2 separate regions of the Oryctolagus cuniculus genome follow, and region 1 is linked to region 2. The links are chromatin contacts, called in public Micro-C maps. All regions are on one chromosome and are shown on one strand. Each heading gives the region's core, a stretch centred on a gene start, on an enhancer-like site or on the middle of the called end of the contact. The rest is flanking DNA. Distances are from core to core; before and after follow the strand shown. Region 1 holds the start of CAP1 (cyclase associated actin cytoskeleton regulatory protein 1). Region 2 holds the start of ZMPSTE24 (zinc metallopeptidase STE24).

What was found. Hi-C and Micro-C count contacts between places; a contact is called where the count stands out from the background.
Region 1: a Micro-C map of ear pinna shows a contact between it and region 2, with 6 times the contacts expected there. The contact joins the promoter of CAP1 here to the promoter of ZMPSTE24 in region 2. A contact is called at or near these places in 2 of 6 Hi-C or Micro-C datasets (ear pinna and an unstated tissue).

Annotation. Positions count from the first base shown.
Region 1 is chr7:132,862,078-132,867,137 of mOryCun1.1, reverse strand. CAP1 (cyclase associated actin cytoskeleton regulatory protein 1) reads left to right here and starts at 2,526. Exons shown (of 13, transcript XM_008265512.4): 1 at 2,526-3,235.
Region 2 is chr7:132,623,877-132,629,664 of mOryCun1.1, reverse strand. It overlaps ZMPSTE24 (zinc metallopeptidase STE24), which reads left to right and starts at 3,996. Exons shown (of 10, transcript XM_017346422.3): 1 at 3,996-4,333. The coding sequence starts at 4,211.

The sequences.
Region 1 (5,060 bases), core at 1,277-3,776, 240 kb before region 2:
TATAGTCACTCTACTGTACAACAGAATCCCAGAACTTCTTACTCATAACTACAACTTAGCATCAAATCACCTTCTTTTCATTTATCATCTTCTTATCATCATTCTTTATTCCTTTCATAAAAATGGTGTTAGGGCCAGCATCTGGTGTGGTAGTTAAGATGCAGCTTGACCACTGCATCTGAAATTGAAGTGCTTAGGTCTGAATCCTGGCCCTGCTTCCCATTCCGGCTTCTGCTAATGCAGCAGGTGACGGCTCACGTACTTGGGTCCCTGCCACCCAACTGAGAGACTCAGATTGAGTTCCAGGCTTCTGGTTTTGGCCTGGCTCAGCCCTGGCTGTTGCAGGCATTTGGGGAGTGAGCCAGCAGATGGAGCTCTTTTTGTCTGTCTCCCTGACTTTCAAAAAACAATACAAAAACAAAAGAACGATGTCTCGTGTTGTCCCCACTGCTGCATTCCCACACCATGGCTTTGATTCAGATCCTCACCATATGTTTGTCTCTATCTCCTAACAGGCCTCCCTGCCTCCCACATAAGGCCTCTTGCTCCCACATAAGCCCATGTTCTACACTGTAGCTATAACTGTATTTCTAAAATACAAGCTCTTCTTTGCTTTCACATTTAGTTTTCACCTCTCTTGCCTGGCACAGTTTGCCCAATTTCTTTTTTTCAGCCTTATCTAATATGCCTTTTTTATAGGAACCTCTCCGTCAGCCTGGCCTAGATTCTCATCTCCTGCATTTTTGCTCTGCAATATTCTACCCATCCATCTGAGGCCAGGAAATGACCATTCTGAACTCAAGGCACTCTCTGCTTTGAGCACATGTTAGAGGACAGCCATCATGGATGAGGCACTGGTACTAAACATTAGGCAAGATTAACAAGGAGGAAAGATCTGGAAGCCAGGAGTCAGCACATCTTCTGAGGTGTGCTTGGAGAGTAATATCTGTTTCTGAAACAGACTGTCTACTCCCTGGGGGCAGTGACCAAGTCTGACATCCACTTCTGTACCTCAAGTTGTGCCCACTTGAAAACAGCACAGTGCAAGGCACATAGGAAGAGCTCAATACATTCCAGTGTGCAGATTTAAAAAACAAATGAATAAAAGTGACAGATTGTTCCTCAACTATGTCCCATTAGCTATGGGTGCAAGTGTCTAGACTCCTTAAAAGACTAGACGTTCTATGAATGACTTATTTGCATGTGCACTTTTTATTGCTTTTTAAATATTTATTCATTTGAAAGGTGGAGTTAGAGAGGAGAGCCTGAATTCCAGTCTCTCCCATGCGTGGCAGAAGCCCAATACTAGGGCCATCTTCTGCTGCTTTTCCAGGTGCATTAGCAGGATTGGCTGCTCGGGACTGGAACCAGTGCTCAGATGAGATGAGAAAAAGATTAAGAGGGCCAGCAGAACCATATCATATGTCCTGGGCTTCCCACACATGAAGCGCTTACATTTAACCCTTTGATGTTGTGTCCAAACAAAGTTTTGTGTGTGTGTGTGTGTGTGTGTGTGTGTGAGAGAGAGAGAGAGAGAGAGAAAGGGAGAGAGCGAGTTTTTTGTTAAATGTAAATATTTAAAATATAACTTCTGTACTACTTTTGGTCATGTCATTTTTCTTTTAGACATACAGGGAGACACAGAATTGGAAAGAGGCCCAGAGATGCATCCGAAGGAACCTGTCCAAACGCTGCCTGCCTGTGAAAGGCCTAGGCCAGGGCGGGGAACCCAGCGTGTCCACAGGCCCAGATGCCTTTGCGGCCTCAGATGACTGCAGTATGGTCTATGACATGGGGTTAATTTAGCTCCCGGGGTTTAGAATCAGATGTGTTTTCAAAGTCCCAACAGTTACTTTGTGACCTTGGCAAATGATTCAGCTTCCTCATTTGAAAACCACAGAGGACATAATGGTAGCTGCCACAGAGAGCTGCTCTTAGGATTCAGTGAACACGCGCTTGCAGCCCTCGACACAGGCCTGGCGTGCAGTCAGTGCACAGTAAATGGGAGCTGTTATTCTAAGAACCGTATTTGTTGAACGATTCCCTCTGGCATAAAACGCTCGCATTCAACTTGAAACACGAGCTTTCAGTCTTTCGGCTCAAGGGGTGGGAACCGTAGCACTCGCCTATTTTCTTCTAGAAATAAATCATCGTGGGAGGATAATGACCCGTTGGAAAGTGTGAGTCTCGAGGGAACAAAGATCTGAATCCCAGGTCCGAGGAACACGGAAGCGGTGTCCCCTGCGAGCTGCAGCCGCGGTGCGGAGCCCACCCCCACGAACCCAGCAGCCGCGGGACGGGCACGACCCGGCCTCGGGAGCGGGGCGTTGGCGCAGCGGGGCAGCAACTCCTCCGTTCCGCTCGCCTCACTCCTGGGGACCACACCCTGCGCGATTAGAGGAAGGACTCCCCAGGCACGGGGCGGAGGCTTCGGCGCGGCCCCAGACCTGACCATCTATGGTCACAGAGCGCGCCCAGCGAACAGGAAGTAGGCGAGAGTGGAAGGTTTTTTCTCCACCTTCGCAGCCTGGGCAGGGCCGGCGGGGGCGGGGGCGGGCGCGCCCAGTCACCCAGGGCTGGGTCCCCAGCACCCCTCACCGACCGCCTTCCTCACGCCTAACCTCCGTCAAGTCCTTCCCGATCTACTGCCTTCTCAACGTTACAAACCGGGAAACCATGCTATGCAACGCCCAGGGGGAGGTGGAGCCTGGCCTTGATCCCCAAGGGAGCTGACGGCCGCCTGAGATCCCTGGCCCCCCACCCCCCAGTCCTTTCAAGACCCTTTAGGGACAGCAGTGAAAAGGGACTGGCCTTTTTCCATTGAGATCAAACCGACAGGAGAATTAGCCACTCTTTGGCCTCCTTTCCAGTGCTCTCGGCCTCCCCATTGGCTCGGACCGCAGGGGGCAATTCCGGCACTGTAAGGTAGGCCAAGGGGAGTGGCCCAGGCTTGGACACGCCCCTTTGGGGGTCGCTCCCGCCCAGGGGGCGGGGCTCTTCGCCTTGTGCCCTCGGCGCTGGCCGGTATTCTCTCTCCGAGGCGTGGGGTAGAGAGGGCGGAGTCGCGAGCCGGCAGGACAGACCACCCCACCGAATCCCGGTCCAGCCTACCGTTGCAGCCGGCGGTTCATTTCCGGTGGGGGCGCCGCGCCCAGTGAGGGCCCGGAAGTGGGTCGCGCGAAGATTGCTGGGCGGTTCTTGCCGGAAGTGGAGAGCGGCTGATCGCAGTACCGAGGTGAGGCACAGCTCTGAGGTGGGGGGTACGTTGCTGGGTGGGGACTGGGGCTCCCCTCCTGAGCCCATCGGCCCCTGGTGTTGATATTGCTTTTCTGGCCTAAGTGCGTGTAGCGACCCTTGCTGAGGGGGTCGGGGCTGAGGCCCTCAGGCCGATCGGGACTGCTGGGCGCGGTCTCTTGAGGTGGGGCGGGGGTGACCAGCTGAGACCGGCTGTCCCGGGAGGTCCTTCCAATCGATCTTGTCGCGCTGCCGGTCAGCCTCGGCGGAGGTCTGACTCCTGTGTCCTGACTGAAAGGAAACCCCCGAGTCTTTACCCCTCTCGCTCCCATTGCAGAGATGGGCAAATAAACCCCTGGAGGGAAGAGGCTAGGGAAAACCATACAGCGAGTGAGGAAAAGAATGAGAATCATTCGGTTCCAACCCCAGATCCTCCCCACGTTCCTTTCCTTGGACTCTCCGACTTGGGGGTCATCTTCCGGTCTCGGCAGTTGCAGGTTAAAGGCCGCCCGCTGTGTGGAACTTTTTTTTTTTTTTTCTTCCAAATTCAGTTGTTGGCATGCTTGGGGAGTTTTTCCAAGTGAGGTGGGCAAGTTCTACATTTGCAATCAGATAACTTCCCCTGCCTTCTAATCTGCTGCTCTTGCTCTGAAAAGCCACGCCAACTTTATTGGCGGTGTTCTCTACGTCTGGACCTGAGATCAGAATGGCTGGGGTTCGGCTCGGCCCCGCTGCTGGGGATCTGCGGCCGGGGATGCCTTATTTAACATCGCTGAGCTTCACTGTGCTCATCTTTTAAGTGGAGGTCTCTGCACCTCACAGGAATAAATTCAGTGGCAGCATTTCCGCCAGCTCCAGGGGGTGCCGACTGTGAAACCAGAAGCCGGACCCTGCGGGCATGGAGCTAGCAGGGTTGGCAGGAGCGTCTGAGAAGTCATTACAAGCCAGTGTTAGGCAAGAACAGGGTCCTGTGAAAGGATGCGACCGAGGGTTCAGAAAAAGCCTTTCAAAGTAGAGTTGAAGATGCGTTTCAGAGGACGCACGGGAGTAGGTGCTGGGACCGGGGGATGAGAACATCTTCGAAGTTACTGTCAAAACCGCGGCGCTGGAGGCTGCTTGCAGGGCTCCCTATCCAAGTGAAAATCCCCGAGTGGAGCAGCACATTGATCATTTACCAAATATTGAGACCCTTAGTAGGTGTGAAGCTGGGGACAAAGAGTGCAGTGTTCTCTTGGAGTTTATGAGGGAGGAGGGCGCAGGCGAGTGTATAATGGATGGCTTACATTGTCAATAGTGCTCTGTGGGCGCCCGGCATCACGAGAGCACCCGGAAGTACCTGAGCTAGGTTTCCAGTCCTCCGGGAGGAGTTGGGTGGCTGAATCGTACACTTAGCCATGGGATGAAATTGGAAAAGGAATTTCCAGGCAAAGAAGACTGCAGGTGCAAGGACCTGGACATGTGGAGGACCATAACTAGTTCAGTTTAACTGGAATTTCAGTAATGCTTAGGGAAGTGGAGTAAGTGAGAAGCGACGAGGTCAAATATGGAGGAACTCACAAGGCATGCTAAGGAGTTTGGGTTTTACCCTGAGAGCTGTGGGGATGCTTTGAAAGGATTTTATGTAGGAAAACAGTATGACCAGGTTTCTGTTTTAGAATGTTCACTGTCAAGTGGGAGAGAATCAGACGCTGTAGGGGAGTAGGCCAGTGTTTTGCTGTACTGTATCAATGACTTGAATTCAGGGAGTGAGTGGAAATGGGATTGTAGATGAGGCACCGATTGGAGCAGTATTAAAATGGAATCCGTGGAGTTGGAGGCCAGTTAAT
Region 2 (5,788 bases), core at 2,747-5,246:
AGATTCTTCCATGTGAGACAAGAACCGAGGTTAATTCTGTCTTCTCTGCCACGGTTACGGGTAGTGCCCTAGTGCCCGTAACACTACCACCCTAGTCCAAGCCATTGCCTCTCACCTGCGTTCTTGGAGGCCTCCTAACTGGGCTCTCTGATTTCAATGTGTCTTTCTTTACATTTACTCACCACAGTAACCAGAGGAATTGTCACTTGCTCAGCACCCTCCATCAGCTTATTCTTTCATTTTTTTTAAAGATTAATTTATTTGAAATGCAAAGAGAATATCTTCCATTTGTAGGTTTATTCCCTGGATGGACACAATATCCAATGCTGGGCCAGGCTGATGAGAGGTCAGGAACTCCATCCTGGTCTCCTGCATAGGTGTCAAGTGGTCAAAGTACCTTGGCCATCATCCGCTGCTTTCCCAGGTGCATTGGCAGGAAGCTGGATGAAAAGCAGGGCAGCTGGGACCTGAGCTGGCACTCCACTATGGGGTGCTGGAGTGACAAGCAGAGGCTGAACACACTGCATCACGGGGCTGACACTGGCATAGTGGGTAAAGCCGCCACCTGTAGTGCTGGGATCCCATATAGGTGCCTGTTCAAGTCCTAGCTGCTTCACTTCCAATCCAGCTCTCTGCTATGACCTGGGAAAGCAGTGGAGGATGGCCCAAATTCTTGGGCCCCTGTACCCATGTGGGAGACCTGGAGGAGGCTCCTGGCTCCTGGCTTCAGATTGGTGCAGCTCAGGCCTTTGTAGCCACCTGGGGAGTGAACCAGCAGATGGAAGACTTCTCTCTCTTTACCTCTCTGTAACTCTGCCTTTCAAGATTAAGCTGAAAAGATTACCTCGGTTCTTTGTCTCACATGGAAGAATTTCCAAGTGGACAAATCAGAGAGAAAGCAAGATGTATTTAAAAGCAAGATTTAGGGGCTGTAGCGTGGAGGGTGGGGCTACTGCCTGCAGTGCCAGCATCCCATATGGCACCTCTGCCTCTCTGTGACTCTGCCTTTTTTTTTTTTTTTTTTTTCCGACAGGCAGAGTGGACAGTGAGAGAGAGAGAGAGAGAAAGGTCTTCCTTTGCCATTGGTTCACCCTCCAATGGCCGCCGCGGCTGGCGCACTGTGGCCGGCGCACTGCGCTGATCGGCTGGCAGGAGTCAGGTACTTCTCCTGGTCTCCCATGGGGTGCAGGGCCCAAGGACTTGGGCCATCCTTCACTGCACTCCCTGACCACAGATGAGAGCTGGCCTGGAAGAGGGCCAACCAGGACAAAATCCGGCGCCCTGACCGGGACTAGAACCCGGTGTGCCGGCGCCGCAAGGCAGAGGATTAGCCTAGTGAGCCGCGGCGCTGGCCTGTGACTCTGCCTTTCAAATAATAAAAAAATTGGGGCTGGCGCTGTGGCAATGCGGGTTAACACCCTGGCCTGAAGCACCGGCATCCCATATGGGCGCTGGTTCAAGATCCGGCTGCTCCACTTCTGATCCAGCTCTCTGTTATGGCCTGGGAAAGCAGTAGGAGATGGCCCAAGTCCTTGGGCCCCTCACCCACATGGGAGGCCCGGAAGAAGCTCCTGGCATCAGATCAGCTCAGCTCCGGCCGTTGTGGCCAATTGGGGAGTAAACCAGCAGATGGAAGACCTCTCTCTCTCTCTCTCTGCCTCTCCTCTCTCTGTGTAACTCTTTCAAATAAATAAATCTTTAAAAAAATAATAATAAATCTTTGAAAAAACAAACAAACAAACAATATATTTAAGTCAGAGAACTCTTGGCAGAGCGGCCAGGAGGGAGCTCTAAGAGAGGCAAAATCCAAACAACCTGGTGGTAGTGGGGTTTTGTAAGCACAATTTTGGGGAAGAAAAAAAATCAGTTTGACATTCAGTTACAAGGCAAAGAAAAAAACCCACCAGAAGACCTCATTGGTAATCTTATTTGCGTAGGAGTGGGACAGTTAACTTGTTTTTACACTAAACTGTGAGCTCAGAAAGATGGAGCCGCCACTCCCTTGCTATTTTCATGGTAAAATTGGAAGCTCCCCTTGGGAGTGGGGCAGGAACTTGACCTTGCTAAAGATCTTTTTTTGTTGTTGTTAAGATTTATTTATTTGAAAGGCAGAGCTACAGAAGCAAAAGGAGAGAGAGAGGTCTTCCACCTGTGATTCACTCCCCAAAAGGCCAGATGCTGGGCCAATCCAAAGCCAGGAGCCTGGAGCTCTGGTTCCGCTTTAGCACCGGCCCCAATAATTCTTTTTTTTTATTTTTTATTTTTTTTTAAGAATTTATTTGAAAGAGTTATACAGAGAGAGAAGGAGAGGCAGAGAGAGAGGTCTTTTGTCCGCTGGTTCACTCTCCAATTGGCTGCAATGGCCATAGCTGGGCTGATCCGAAGCCAGGAGTCAGGAGCTTCTTCTGGATCTCCCACGCTGGTGCAGGGGCTAAAGGACTTGGGCCATCTTCTGCTTTTTCAGGCCACAGCAGAGAGCTGGATCAGAAGCAGAGCACCCGGGACTCACACTGGTGCTCATATGGGATGTTGGCACTGCAGCAACACCCCCCCCCGCCCCGCGCGCATAAAGCTTTTTAAAGAGATCAGTTTATTTTGGTGCAGGCATTTTTGGAAATCCATGCATAGTTTTTTCATAATATACATTTTCTGTGAACTTCTGGAAGATCCTTTGTATATTATTACAATTGAACAAGCACTTTCATCCCTTAAAAATACACTAATAAGCTCTTAAACCGTTCTTTTATCACCTCTGACTTATATTTAGGTTCTGCCCTCACCTCATAAGATGTTATGCAAATCTATTAGTGCTCAATTTCAGTTTGATTCCTTGTTTTCATAGATACAAGTGCTGAGATATTATCTACATAATTAAGTAGATAGGAAAGATAATAGTTGTGCAGCAGTAATGTCAATCAGTTCTTTGATTTCCTTTTGAGTTTTATGCCAAATTCAACCAGTCGTGTTCCTTCATCAGCTGACAATTCAGTTAAGTCCACCTTTGATTCTGTTGAAAGCAAAAGAACTGGAAACCAACTGACTTGCAAACTAAGTTGTTATCATTGCTATTAGAACCATTCACGCATCCTGATTATGTAGGCAGCCGTGAAACTTCAAGATATCATTAATCCCAACACTCTAAGAATTACAATAGCATTGTAATTTAAATATTTTCTGCTGCAGCTATAGATTCGCTCATTGTTTTGTAAATTACCATGCAAATTAGCAGTCTGTCCAGTTACCAAATCAGATCTACTTTCTGTCAGAAAAACTGACTTCGCGTTTGAAGTCAAATAGATGTGACGAGGCGCATCCCAGTGTGCACATCTCACTTCTGAGAGGTACTGAGCCTTCATAGGAGCCTGCCCTCCAGATAAAGCAAGGCCCTTTCATTCCAGATATCGCTAAGCCACGATCCCTTTGGTGTGCGCCAGGGCTCGCTCGCTAGCTCGCTCTCGCGGGCGAAATGCCGACAGACTACACCTGGGGTGGATGAAATGAGCTCCCTTAAGTCGGATGTTTATCGTTTCCGCGCACTCTCTAATACTTGTGAATTCCAAACACCCTCATCCAGGCCCAAACACTCCATTTTCAATGCCTTGGCTCGCATTTAAGGCATTCCTGGGGAGCACAGCCCAGCGTCGGAACGGCGCCAGTTTACAGGAACGATTTTGAGAGCCTGAGAAGCGGGCGGCTCCATCTCGCCCAGCTACCTCAGGGCGGAAGTGACGGCTCGCTCCGTGTCAGTCCCCGCTAAGCCCTGTCCACCAGTCGGCTCGGTCTGGCCAAGAAAAGTGTAGCAGATGGCGCAGCCCTGTTGGGACCAGCCGCGGACCCACGGGATGGAACTGCAGTTCCGGCGGTCCGAAACCAGAAACCCCGCGAGGAACACAGCGGGCGCAGGAGGAGGAAGACTATTGGTGGGACACCACTGGGCAAGGGCCGGAACTCGCGATTCGGGGCTCCCGTTCTCTTCAAGCCGGAAGCGAGGAAGGTGGGGCCGCCCTGGGCGTAGTCCGCGAGGGGAAGATTGTTTTGGTGACACTGCCTGCCGCGCCGTGCGCGCGCGATGAGGGCGGGTGTCTGTGGTGGTGGTGGTGGGGCACTCGGAAGGGACGGATATCGCTGTGACACCGCGGGGAAGTGCTGAGGGGACACGTGTCGGTGTGGCACCGGTGCACGCTGAAGGAGCCGGTGGAGCCGGGTGGCCATGGGGATGTGGGCGTCGCTGGACGCGGTGTGGGAGATGCCGACCGAGAAGCGTATCTTCATGGCCGTGTTGCTCTTCTCCTGGACGGTGTATCTCTGGGAGACCTTCCTAGCGCAGCGGCAGGTGAGCCCGGACCGTGCCCACCTGACCCCCACCCAGCCAGCCCCAGGCCAGCCTCGGCCTCGCCCCTGAGACCCTTGATGCCCGCTTCGGTCCCAGCACCGGGCCCGACCCCGTCGTCAGTACCGAGCTCCTTAGGTTGGCCCGATGGCAGGCTGTGGCTTTAAGGGGTTCCTGATGCATTAGCGAAGTTTCCCGCAACGTTGTCTTGGGACCCGTGCCGGTGAGGGCCTGAAGAAGGGGAAGGGCTGTCGCTGGTCAGGCTTGAGCTCTGCCGCTCTGCCCGTCCTGTTAGGATCCTTGGGCCCAGACTCAGCTCCTTGAGCTTTGGCACAAGCCGTCAGAAGGAAGCTGCACACATGTTAGCATCACAGCCTCCCCATGACGTTCGAGTTCCCATGCGTGACCGCAGGAAACCATTTTCTGGAAGTGGAGAGTTTTGCAATCCTCCCAAGGACCTGCAGCCTTTTTTTTTCCTTCTTAAAGTGCTCATATTTTTTTCCTCGAAAAACATTTCTTACGGTTCATAAAGGCATTTTTATTATTTTTGCTTGAAGACTGTGAAAAAGTAAAGTAGAAAGTGAAAGTTCTAAGGGTTTCCTAGAGGTAACCATAGTGGACAGCTTGCTGGATTAGAGACCTGAGCTTCTGCAGTCTCTCACTTAACCTGCGTGCTTCTGGGTTGTCACTGAGATACGTCAGTGATGATGCCTGGGAAAACCTTTTTCTTTTAAGATTTTATTTATTTGAAAGAGTTAGAGAAAGAAAGAGAGGCCTTACATCCACTGGTTCACTCCCCAAATGGCCACAATGGCCAGAGCCGAGCCAGTCTGAAGCCTGGAGCCTCTTCTGGGTCTCCTACACGGGTGCAGGGGCCCAAGGAACGTTCTACCACTCTCTCAGGCACACTAGCAAGGAGCTGGCTCTTAAGTGGAGAAGCTGAGACTTGAACCAGCATCAGTGTCACATGCCAGTGCTGCAGACCAGGGCTTTAACCCACTTAGCCACAGCGCCAACCCCAAACCTTTTTCTTTCTAACTGCTGGGACTCTTTCCTGTGAGCATCATGGTCTTCTTGCTCTGCATATTTATAGTCTACTTGTATTGTAAACTGAAAGTTCTAATTTCTGTATCTATGCCTAGTTCATGTCTGAATCTCTTTAGTCCAGATTTTCAAAACAGGTGTTCAGCTGTTCAGCAGGAAACTGACAAAGAGCTCTGTGGATAACTTCCTTAGTGCAAAATCTAGCTGACCCAGAGAACATGCTTTGTCTAAGTGTGTGGTGTCTAAATCCAGGGGTGAAGGATTAAGCATCTATTTACCTTACTTTAATAAAAAGCCTCGTCAGAGTAACTACTTTTCAGTAGTGTCTTGACTAAGTCATGCTTTGCTGTAATGCCCTCAGCTTTTGTCGGCACACAACCGTATATAGGGAAAGCACATATTGTTTAGTATTTG